2 separate regions of the Sus scrofa genome follow, and region 1 is linked to region 2. The links are chromatin contacts, called in public HiChIP or PLAC-seq maps. All regions are on one chromosome and are shown on one strand. The core of a region is the stretch at or near the end of the contact, and the rest is flanking DNA. Distances in the headings are between cores, read along the strand shown.

Region 1 (5,926 bases), core at 3,022-5,521, 370 kb after region 2:
ATGTGCTACTGAATCATGGCAGATTTGTTTTTTCTGTATCTCAATCTAATTTCTATTTACGGCCCTACCTAAACAGACGTTCCACCAGGGTGATGGAAACTCATTCTCCATCACTTTAAATTTCTAACCTCCTTCCTTTGGGCTACACTGGAGTTGCTGAGGGCTTACACAGAGCAGAGGCAGAGGGGGGTGGTGGTCTACCTGGGCCTTATGTCACCTGTCTATGCTGGCATCCACTAGCCTTCCACTCCCTCACATAAAGCCCATGCTCTTCATCCACATAGGCAGAGGCTGGGACAGTGGGCATCCATGGACAGTTGAGTGGGTTGTCTACTGCGCAAACATTTGAATGAGGAGGTTGAGTGGGACTGAAATCCAGCCTGTGCTGTAATTGCTAAGCTATGGATGCAGGTCCAGGGGTGCTTCTACCCTAAGGAAGGGACTTTTTTTTCCTTTGTACCAAGGAAGCAGCCACTGACTAGGCCATGAACCTACGGGTTCCCTCATCTACCTTTTTATAATTTGCACAGAGGCATCTGAGAGTGGCTGGGGACCTGCTGGAGTTACCCCATCCCTGTCTGAATGGCTCCCTTAGGTCCTCTGCCACTTCTGAGCATGTGCTCAGGCTCCTGGCTTCACTCATGGGGGATGCAGGCACTTCAGAAAGGCTCTCCTGGCCTAGGATGCAGCCCTTCACATCAGGCCTGCTATCTCCCCAAGAATGCACTGAGGAAGCCTGCACAGGACCTCTGCTCCTGGACCTGCAATTGAGCTGGTGATTTGCTGATAAGCAATGAGATCCTGCTGTATAGCACAGGGAACTATATCTAATCACTTGTGATAGAACATGATGGAGAATAATGTAAGAAAAAGAATGTATATATTTGTGTAACTGGGTCACGTTGCTGTACAGCAAAAATTGATAGAACATTGTTAATCAACTATAACAGAAAGAAAGAAAGAAGAAAAGAAAGAATGAAAAGAGCTGGTGTTTTGATCTCCTTGGGGCTCTGCTCAGAAAGGGGCACAATGGTCCCCTCTGGGGAGCCTCTCGAGGAACTTTTGTGCTTTCATCACTTCCCACAATCCCTGATCTAAGTGGATCCTTTCTTATCTGCTGGGAACCCCAACTCTCCTCAGCCTCCTGCTCTGCCATCCCTCAGGATTTACTCCCCAACATCTAGTCTAGCTAGAAGTGGTCTCCAAGCCTTTACAACGTGCATTTTTAAGATCATAGTCAGGAATACCTTTTTTTTTTGCCTGCCTCCCCTTATGCAACGGATGTGAAGTGGGGGGGGGGTTGATGAATTATTTGGGGGAAATCCATTAATTCTTACCTCCCTGCCCCCAATTGTTCCACCACACTTGGAGCTCCAAGCTCTCCAAGTAGAGAAAAGACCAACTATTTCCACTTCCCCAGCCTAGTGCAAGGACTGACGAAAGAGGGTGGTCCTCTTGCACCCTCTTGCTTCAGGGCAGCCCTCCCGCTTCAGGGGCGTCCAGTGAGACTAGGCCTGGGGGCGGGCACTGCTCCCCATCCTCCCACCTTCTGCGCAAGGTGGAGGAGGGGACCCTAGACTGAAGTGGCCCTGGAGCTCTTTCTGTGCGCGCCATCCTCAGCAGCGCCCCCTGCTGGGAGGTTGAGGAAATTCTCGCTCTCCTTCAGGGCACTTAGAGCCATGGCCCTTCCTTGATACTCCTGACAACAAGCATCTATTAGTCTACTGAAATCAGTAAGTGAGGTTGAAATGTAATTTTCTCTCCAGTTCTCTGATATCTCCGAGTTCCGTTTTCATTGGAAATGGTAACAGGTGAGGTAGATAATCCTGGAGGTGTTTAGCCTGCCAAAGGGGGCTGTGATTACAAGAAAAATCTACACCATAGTTTTATCGCACTGGGGTGCACTTTCTTCTATATTGGGCCAATTCTAGGAAACAATATTTACAGACAATTTTAAAAATTCAAAGTAAAATGACTAAATTAAAATGAAGACTGCAGGGCTTTTTTGCTTTAAGCTACTAATAGAAAAGTGTATTTGTTAATATGGGAGCAATGTCAGAGCACTTTTACATTTTTATGACAAATGATAATAGAAGCACAATACTTCTTATCATAAATTCCATACAGCAAATTGATTCCTGCAGAATGCTTTCATTGATTTTTGCAGAACTCTGGTGTCCCTAGACAATCTGTAGTTGTAATTGACAAATGAGTGTAGCATGACATGAATGTTGGTTGGTATTTGTATTTACCTCGACAAGAAAGATAAAGGTGAAATAACTAAGAAATTTTGTTCTCAGCAAGAAGTGACTTCTTTGCTAACTCGAATAATAGCTTTGAAACACTGAACTATATTTCCTCAAATTTTTGTAATATTCAAAATTCAGTAGCTACAGACATAACACACTGAGTTTCATCTTCATTACTAACATGTTCTCCATCAATTCTTTAAGTAAGTCTTGGCTGTCGGTAGAATAATGAATCAAGTTGACAATTAACAAAAAATCTACTGATTTCTGCAGTGTAAATACTCATGCTACCAATACAATGTCAGCAAGCACAGAGGTGGGTAGCCACTCAGGAGCATGGGTTATTTATTTTTTTATTTTTTTATTTTATTTTTGGTCTTTTTGCCATTTCTTGGGCCGCTCCTGCGGCATATGGAGGTTCCCAGGCTAGGGGTCGAATCGGAGCTGTAGCTGCCAGCCTACGCCAGAGCCACGGCAACGCAGGATCCGAGCCGTGTCTGCGACCTACACCACAGCTCACGGCAACGCCGGATCGTTAACCCACTGAGCAAGGGCAGGGATCGAACCTGCAACCTCATGGTTCCTAGTTGGATTCGTTAACCACTGCGCCACGACGGGAACTCCAGGAGCATGGGTTATATAGCATTCCATCTTACAAGGATATTAGACATCCATAACTTCAAGAACAGATAATAGTAAAGAGCAGTAAAATAATTAGGAAGTGATATATTTTAAGTTTTATTTCCTTTTTGAATAATTAATGGTAATCCTCTATAATTTATTTTTTAATAATATCTGGCTAGTGTTATTTTTAATAATAGCTTTTAACAACTAGCTCACAAAATTCCTGATAATTTAACAGGTAGCTTTCACAAGCCAGCACGCCACTGCCAGTCCCGGTGACTTCTGGGTTCTGCAGCAATAGGCACTGGCAGGAGCGGGAGAGCAAGAAGAGAGAAGGGTTGGATTTTTCCTTCTCTTCCTCCTAGGATGCATGCTACAGCTCCTGCTCCTCAACACTGTTCCCTCCTTCTGCCTCTAGGGGGCTAGTGGCTTCTGGGTCTTTCTGATTCCCGCGGCTTCCCCATCACATCCACCCCTTTGTAAGTAGTCTCATTTCACCCCGTTAAATCATTCCCTTCCCTTTGAGTGTTTTTCTCTTTCCTGGTTGGACACTGCCTGCTCAAGTCTGCTTCTGCAGTCACAACGTCTAATACTTCTATTCCCATATTTAGGAACTATGTGTCCTTAATCAAGTTGCTCAACTTCTCTGAGCTACAGTTTTGTGAGGATTAACTATGATGCATCAGGGTATGATTTTGAAAGATTAACCGTGGTGGGACTTTATGTTATCCTCCTGCTATTTCCTGGTGCTCTATAACTCTTTCCCAAACTGAGCAGCAATAGTCTATAGAAGATGTTTCTCAGAAACATAAAGCATAAGTATGGGGAAAGTTTTGAGTTTCAAAATGCAAGACCTTGAAGGGCATGAAAGAAAACCTAATGAGTCTGAGCAAAGCATCCTCTTGGGAGAGCCACTGGTCCCTGAGAAGGCTCTCCTACCTCCCTAACGTGGAGAACTGAAGAATTGAGAACAATGGCTACAGGTTGAGTCCAGGCTACTGTTGGCCGCCCCACAGTGCCCTGGTGCCCCAGTGTGGCCTATGAGAGACGCTCGTACTGATGGGATTTCCAGAGAGGTCTGGATGCTGACATTACAGCAGCTGTGTGGCCTGACGAACAAGGGCCAGGTGACGATGTGCATCTGGGTGAATGGGAGGAGGAGAATAACGAGGAACCCTCAGTACCCCTTCTGAGAACCCTGCCTGCCGATATGCGAGAGCCAGCTTAGAGGGCTCCGGACAGCCTGGCCCTGGGTTGGGCAGCCGCGCGGCCTCACGGTCATTCCGCCAGGAGGCGCTGTCCGGCCACACTGGCCGCGCCGGGCCGCACTCTGATTGGCTAGAGGACGTGGCCCGCGGCCACTCCCTCCCGCCCACCCTGGTAAGTGCCGCTCGCTCGCCAACTCCCGCCCCAGTCTGCGGGCCTCGGGAGCAGCGGCGGGGCGGGAGCGGCGCGGCGGAGGGGACAAGACCAGGGCAGGAGGGAACCGGCCCGCCAGGAGAGCCCCGCACACCATCAAGATGCTATCCTGGCGGCTGCAGACGGGCTCCGAGAAGGCTGAGCTGCAGGAGCTCAACGCCCGGCTCTACGACTATGTGTGCCGAGTGCGGGAGCTGGAGCGCGAAAACCTGCTCCTGGAGGAGGAGCTGCGCAGCCGGCGGGGCCACGAGGGCCTGTGGGCCGAGGCGCAGGCCCGCTTCGCGGAGGAGGCGTGCAGCTTGCGGCAGCAGCTGGACGAACTGAGCTGGGCCACGGCGCTGGCCGAGGGCGAGCGCGACGCGCTGCGGCGCGAATTGCGGGAACTGCAGCTGCTGGGCGAAGAGGCGCGCGCCGCCCGCGGCCGTCTGGATGCCGAGCTGGACGCTCAGCGGCGGGAGCTTCAGGAGGAGCTAGGTGCGCGCGCCGCTCTCGAGGCGCTGTTGGGCCGGCTGCAGGCCGAGCGCCGCGGCCTTGACGCGGCCCATGAACGCGATGTGCGGGAGCTGCGCGCGCGCTCCGCTGGCCTGACTCTGCGCTATCGCGCCCGCGCCACCGGCCCTGCCGCACCCCCGCCGCGCCTGAGGGAAGTGCACGACAGCTACGCACTGCTAGTGGCCGAGTCGTGGCGGGAGACCGTGCAGCTGTACGAGGAAGAGGTGCGCGAGCTGGAGGAGGCGCTGCGGCGCGGCCAGGAGAGCCGGCGCGAGGCCGAGGAAGAGACGCGGCTGTGCGCGCAGGAGGCGGAGGCGCTGCGGCGCGAGGCGCTCGAGTTGGAGCAGCTGCGAGCGCTGCTGGAAAACGAGCTGCTGCGGGTACAAGAGGAGTACGAGCTTCAAGCCGAGGAGCGGCAGGTCTGTGCGCCCTGCGAGCGCTGGTGGTGGGGGAGTGGTAGGGCTCCCAGACCACAGAGTGCTCACCCAGGGCCCGGCAAGGCTGACGGGTGGGGCCAGCGCAGCGGGTGCACCTGGGGACCCGGGCGCCAAGGGGCCGCCTTCCTCAGGATCCCGGCATCTTGCCAGTACTGGAAAAAGTGCGCAGTTCTTTGGTCCATCTACTCAGTGGAAGAGTGCCAAGTGGCAGATCCTGGTGAATGGCCCTGTCCCTGTCAGGTTGTCAAATTTAGACCTTGACATGACTGGGTGCATCCTGACAAATGACTCCCTCAGTTCTCAGTTCTTTCAGTTTCTTGTGTTTGGAAGACCGAGTTCACATAGAAGTCAACCAGGAAGGCCCAGAAGTGACTTCAGAGGTGACAGCTCCTTCTTTCTCAGACACTTCCCAGTGTTGGGAAGGTTTCTAGGCAATGTCAAGTCCTTGTCAGAAACCGTTCAAAATTGAACACTAGGCACTAGGGCTTCTTTGGGGGAGAACAACTTGTTTTCCAAAACGGTTTTTATTTTGCCAAAATGATTTCTCAGTTCCCCGTTGGAGTCAGCTGGTCGTGGCTCCCGGGCCACTGCTTTGTTTGTTCTTGGGAGGGGCAGAAACCTTAATGCAGAGAATTTAATCAGAGATGTTTTTTCCACAGTACAAGCTGATGTCAGATCTCTGGGTAGTGTAAAAGTCGTGTTAAT
Region 2 (5,257 bases), core at 2,710-5,209:
GTTTACTTTCAATTTTAAAACCCCCTATATTCCCTATGAACAGAATTTCTCACCCAAAACTTGAGTAAGGGTTCCTATTGTCCACAGAGAATGGAGCTGTTTGCAGACAAAATGGTAAATCACCATTTTCAGATGAAAAGACCTTCTCAAGATACATTTAATTAAAACACATAGCAGGTGTTACATATTAAAACACATACCAGGCTTTCCCCTATATGGCCATCATCACACTTCTTTTTATTTAATGTCTACATTCCCTGTCCAACTGTCAGCCTGCTATGAGCAGAAAGCAAGTGTTCTGTTAGCTATTGTACACCCATTACAAGCACAGTGCTTGGGACAAAACAGATGCTCAGATTTTTGTGGAATGATTGAATGAAACTTAAGAAGAATGGTATTTTTCTAAAGAACAGCAAACATCCTTTTAGAGACTGGATCCAATTCTTTTATATTTGGAGAGCAATCCACCCTTTATTTTCAGATGCAAACTGAAAATAACTCAGCAGACAGATTCATGCAAGTATGCATGTTACAGTTCAATACCTTCTCTACTCAGCAATGGCTCCTTCCAAAAGGCATAGATAGCACTAAGCATTTTACATATGTTATCTCATCTGCCCTGAATACTCTAATATTTTCTTGCTATGAAGAGGAGGAAATCAAGGTTTTAGGGAATTAAGTGACCTGCTGAAGGTCACAAATCTGTAGACGTATATATAGCTGGAAACATTCCCTTGGTGACAATTATGCACCACGCTTATCATAGTATCAGGTTGTACAGTTCCTGCTTGGGTGAGAAAGACTATAGTGGTCCTGGAAAGATGTGGGTATGGTTCTGCATCCTTTGTACCCAGCTGAGCATCTGTCCTATATCCTACAAATGTTTGCTAAACAAAAACTCAAGAGTCCTAATGGCTCAGTGCTACCCAGAATAGGGGAAGGTGCCCACTGGGTCACAGAAATGGGAAGAGCTCAGCATGCCCCACCTTTCCCCAACAGTGGCAGCAACAGTAGGGAATCACAGTGACCCTGTCCCCTGTCCACTACACAGCACCTTCATGCTTTGGCCACCATGGTCATCCCATGTCAGAGGCCAGGCTGCTTCTGCAGTCTGACCAGCTGTGTGGCCCTGGGAGGGGCTGGCAGCACTTCAAGTGTTATCATTTTTTCACTACTGTTTTTGATTTTAGGGCCGCACATGGAGGTTCCCAGGCTAGGGGTCAAATTGGAGCTACAGCTGCTGGCCTACACCACAGGCACAGCAACACAGGATCCGAGCCTTGTCTGCAACCTACACCACAGCTCACAGCAACACCAGATCCTTAACCCACTGATCGAGGCCAGGGATCAAACCCACAAACTCATGGTTCCTAGTCAGATTCATTTCCACTGCACCATGATGGGAACTCCTTCCCATTATTTTAAAAACACACTTGACAATGGCTTTGTAAGGACCCACTGGGCCCCAGGTGTTGGTCAGACAACTCTGTCGTCAAGGGGTTCAGACTTTGCCGTTTGGCCCAATTCCTTCAGATTAGAAGTTCTAGAAGTCTGACCTATAACTATTCTTTTTCATTAAAATATCACTATTGACAAAGCAACAGGTTTTAAATATATACACATGAGGGGCTCATTTTTGTTTGTTTGTTTGTTTAATATTTGCCAAGGGTTGGCCAAATAGAACACAGCAGGCCATAAGTACAGTAAAGGACATCTGACCTTATGGAGGAAAGGTAAACAAATAATAGTGAGGTTCCCTAGTAAGTGATTTTTCATAATTCCCATTCTCTAGGAGGTCCTATAAATGTATGTTAGTAACATCTCCATGTATGGCTCATAAAAAAACAACACTGACAATAGCTCACACTTACTGAATGCCTACTAGGAGCAAACTTGGTGCCAAGCACAGTTAATCTTCATGGCTCCCCTAAGGGACAGGTATTATCACCCTTTTCTACAGATGAGGAAAGACATGCTCAGAGGGTCAGTCATGTGTCCAAGGTGCCGGTGTGTCTGGCTCCATAGCCCAGGGTGCCATCATATGACGCTGCCTCTCACCCAGCTTGAGAGATGCCCAGAAAGTAAAAGATGAACATGAGACCATGGAGGACATCCCGAAAGATAGCATCAGTGTCCCACGAGTGCAGAGAATAAGACTTGTGAGAAAAGAGGGTGAGAAGCTAGTGCAGTGGTGGGGGTAAGAGGATGTCTCCCAGAGGGGCAATCTGAAGTTGGTTCTAGAAGATAGAGCGGGTTTGTGGCGGGGGGGGGGGGGGCACAGGGGTTGGAGGGGGCATCCAAAACCAGGGAGGTTGCTCAGGATGGCAGCTGGGAGCCCCACATGCCCTGTAGTCATAGCAGCCCTGAGTAGCCTGGAGGCTGGCAGGCTCCGAGGGTACACAGAGGCCAAGGCAGGCTAAAGTCAGCTCACCAAGCACTCACAGCCCGGTCATGTGGGAAAGAAAGGGGCAATCCGACTCTGGGGTGGGGATTAAAGGTGTTTCCAAACGTGCCTCGAGCCACTAAAGAGCAAAGCAGCCAGGCCCTCCTGCTTCCCAAGCTTATTTGAACAGGAGAAAGCCACTTGGCTCCCAGACCAGCCTACCCTGGCATCTTCCAGCAGGGAAACATGCTTTGGTTATTCAGACGTGACTTACTGGCACAGAGGCTGTTGGCATGGAAAAATGAACAGGCTGACCTGGCCAGAGAAGAGCAGGTGATGCAGAAACCCAGCGAAAGATGAGCTCAACGTGCCACCCTGAAGAAGTGGGAGGCCCATGTGAGGGGCCCCAAAAGAAGGAAGATTTACTAGAGAGGGCAAGTTGGGCACCTCTGCAAGTCAGGTACTTCTTACTTAAGATGTTTCGTTTAGTCTTCTCAACACAGCATAGAGGTCATCTTTCCACCTCCTGCCAGGGCCAGGTGGGGATTGGGGGGGGAGGGGGGCAGAAACCTAGGTTCACAGAGGTGAGTGCAGAAGGGCCCAGAGCTGGAACACGGGTCATGACGGCACTCCGCCTTATACTGAAGTGTCTTTTTGACTTCAAGCAATCGCCTAGTTTGTAACTTCACAAGGCCGGATGATGACGGTGCCAAGAACTTCACGGCCCTGAGGCAGGACTCTGCCCTCGCCCTCTCCATCACCTTTGGTAACGGAATGATGCCCCAGAACCACTTCTCTCAAGTCATGAAGTGAAAGCTGAACCTATCCTCACAACACTACCACGATACACATGAATACACACTAATTTGATCACCTAGAAAAAACATCCTAGGAGGGGAGAGTACAAATGGACAGCTAGAAGAGAGGGGGTGGGAGGAGGGAGAAATCTAAATCAGATGTGGTGGATAACTTGAAATAGGACCTGTTTCCTGGGCTTAAGTGGTCCTGGAAGTGGCTCTTGGAAATCAGGACAACCACAGATATTGTTTACATTTTATTTGCAATGTACCTTTCCCCCTTTACATTCCCTACAAGCAACTCAAATGCCCCACTGCTGAGAAAGTACACAGGCTGTAGGGTTGAGATGGGCAGAAGGCTCCATCTTGCCCCCACAGGCTGCAGCTCCACGTATGTTTCTGCGATTCCTATAAACCAAGAAGCAGAGGCCTTTTTGCTCCGTGACTGTGACTCGGCATCTGAAGGAGGCCTAACCTCCACTCAGCAAGTCAGAAACTCAAAATCATCATTTTTTTTTCCTTTTTTTTGGTGATAGGGCCTCTCACAAAATATCCCAAACAAGCCATCTTATGGAAAACTTTCTCTTTCTTCTGAGCAGAAAAGCTAAAGAGGACTGGATGTCCTGTGTAACACCAGCTCCTAAAAAGGAGGCATTTTTGAACCGAATGCCACATACTGTATTTTGCCATTTTGCCTACGCTTCCTGCTTGGAGCCTCTGTAACGGAACAGAGAAGCCTCAGACACTGGAGCTGCTCCAGGCCACGCAAACTCCACTCCGCATCTTCCAGGCAGCCCTGTCGCAAATAATTCCTGTCCACTACGCCCCTATCACACTGAATACAACCACATTGTGCAGCTGGAAATGGGAAACCTGATTCACATCACAGAATAAGGTACAAAAACATTTAGTTCAGCACAATGCTGTCTTGGGGCGGGGGGCACACATCTCAAATCTAGGAGTGGGTGAAGGAGTCAAGACCCACCTTGGAAAGAAGCACGGAATTAAAACAGCATTTGCCGCGTCCCGAAACAGTAACAACAAAAAAATCCACCCAGTCCTTCCAGAGCTGTTTCAGCTGCAGTGTTCCTAACCAAAATCAATCTAGTCCATGCACGCAATTTAAAAAGGAAGCATGATCTCCGCAGAAAATGGTGCATGTTGACAAGGCGTGACTTGTCCCACATGGACAGGAATAAAAGGAAAACAAGCCTGGTTGCAACTTAGCCTCCTTTAGTCTGAAGACCGCGGGAAGGAAAAGAAAAAGGCCAGAATAAAGGCAGGGAGACGCGGGCAATGGAGGACGGGACCAGGAGGAGGGTATGTGCCCGACGAGATTTTGGTAAACAGCAGCCTGTAATGGCCACTGGTAGAAAGAAGGGAAAACAGACATGGAGGGAAACGTGTTTACAACTGCAGCGGTGGGCGGGAGGCTGAGCGAGGAGGGAGGGAGGGATTCCCCGACTCTGCGCTCAGCCCGCTCGGCTCCAGTGGGGCCCCAGGGCTAGGTTGTGCTGCGGTGCACCCCCCCGCCACCACCACCCCCGCCCTGCTTTATTGGGGGGGGCATCTTGTTTATAGGGAAGGTTACTCCTCCTCAGCTCTGGTGATCGAGTCCCTAATACTCCTGCTGCATCCTTGCGGGATGCCCGCTTGACTGACAGCTGCCCCAGCCAGTCGCTGCCCAGCCCCCGCGGAAAGGTGGACTTTCCCAACGAGCCGATTGGACAGGGAGGAGGGCGGGCCGTCGTGATTGGCGTGCTACTCCGAGTAGAAAGTAGTAAACAACCTTGGTCCACCGAGGCGAGGCGAGGCAAGGCGAGGCGGGGAGGGCTTGGGATGCCTGCTGCCCGTCCTCGCTCTGAACTGGGGCTGCACCAAGACAAAAGGAACCCACAGTGGGGAGACGACCAAGGATACCCCAGAAAAGCAAACACGAATGGGTGTTCCTTTAGAGCTGCTGGGCTAGAACTGCTGACTTGCAGCTTCACATCATTTTTGTTCTGTGCAAAACCAAAATGGTTTGTTTCTGCTATTTATTCTCCTTCTTAGGGTTTAACAACTCTCAAACCGGAGC

What was found. HiChIP or PLAC-seq counts read pairs in DNA pulled down with a chosen protein or histone mark.
Region 1: a contact with region 2 is called in an H3K27ac HiChIP or PLAC-seq map of skeletal muscle. The contact joins the promoter of SYNM here to the enhancer-like site in region 2. A contact is called at or near these places in 1 of 5 promoter capture datasets (fetal liver), 5 of 47 Hi-C or Micro-C datasets (adipocytes, embryonic fibroblasts, epiblast stem cells and 2 more) and 1 of 2 datasets of contacts at active chromatin or transcription factors (skeletal muscle).

What each region holds. Positions count from the first base shown.
Region 1 is chr1:137,851,373-137,857,298 of Sscrofa11.1, forward strand. It overlaps SYNM (synemin), which reads left to right and starts at 4,272. Exons shown (of 12, transcript XM_021098348.1): 1 at 4,272-5,203. The coding sequence starts at 4,394.
Region 2 is chr1:137,486,227-137,491,483 of Sscrofa11.1, forward strand. All of the region lies in intron 2 of IGF1R (insulin like growth factor 1 receptor), which reads right to left. Among named protein-coding and RNA genes, the nearest start is that of PGPEP1L, 180 kb to the left of the region's middle. Within about 2 kb of position 3,960, at least 71 of the 83 cell types and tissues checked have an H3K27ac peak or open chromatin away from gene starts, as enhancers often do. A contact at or near this core is called in embryonic fibroblasts, fetal liver and skeletal muscle, where this site is marked.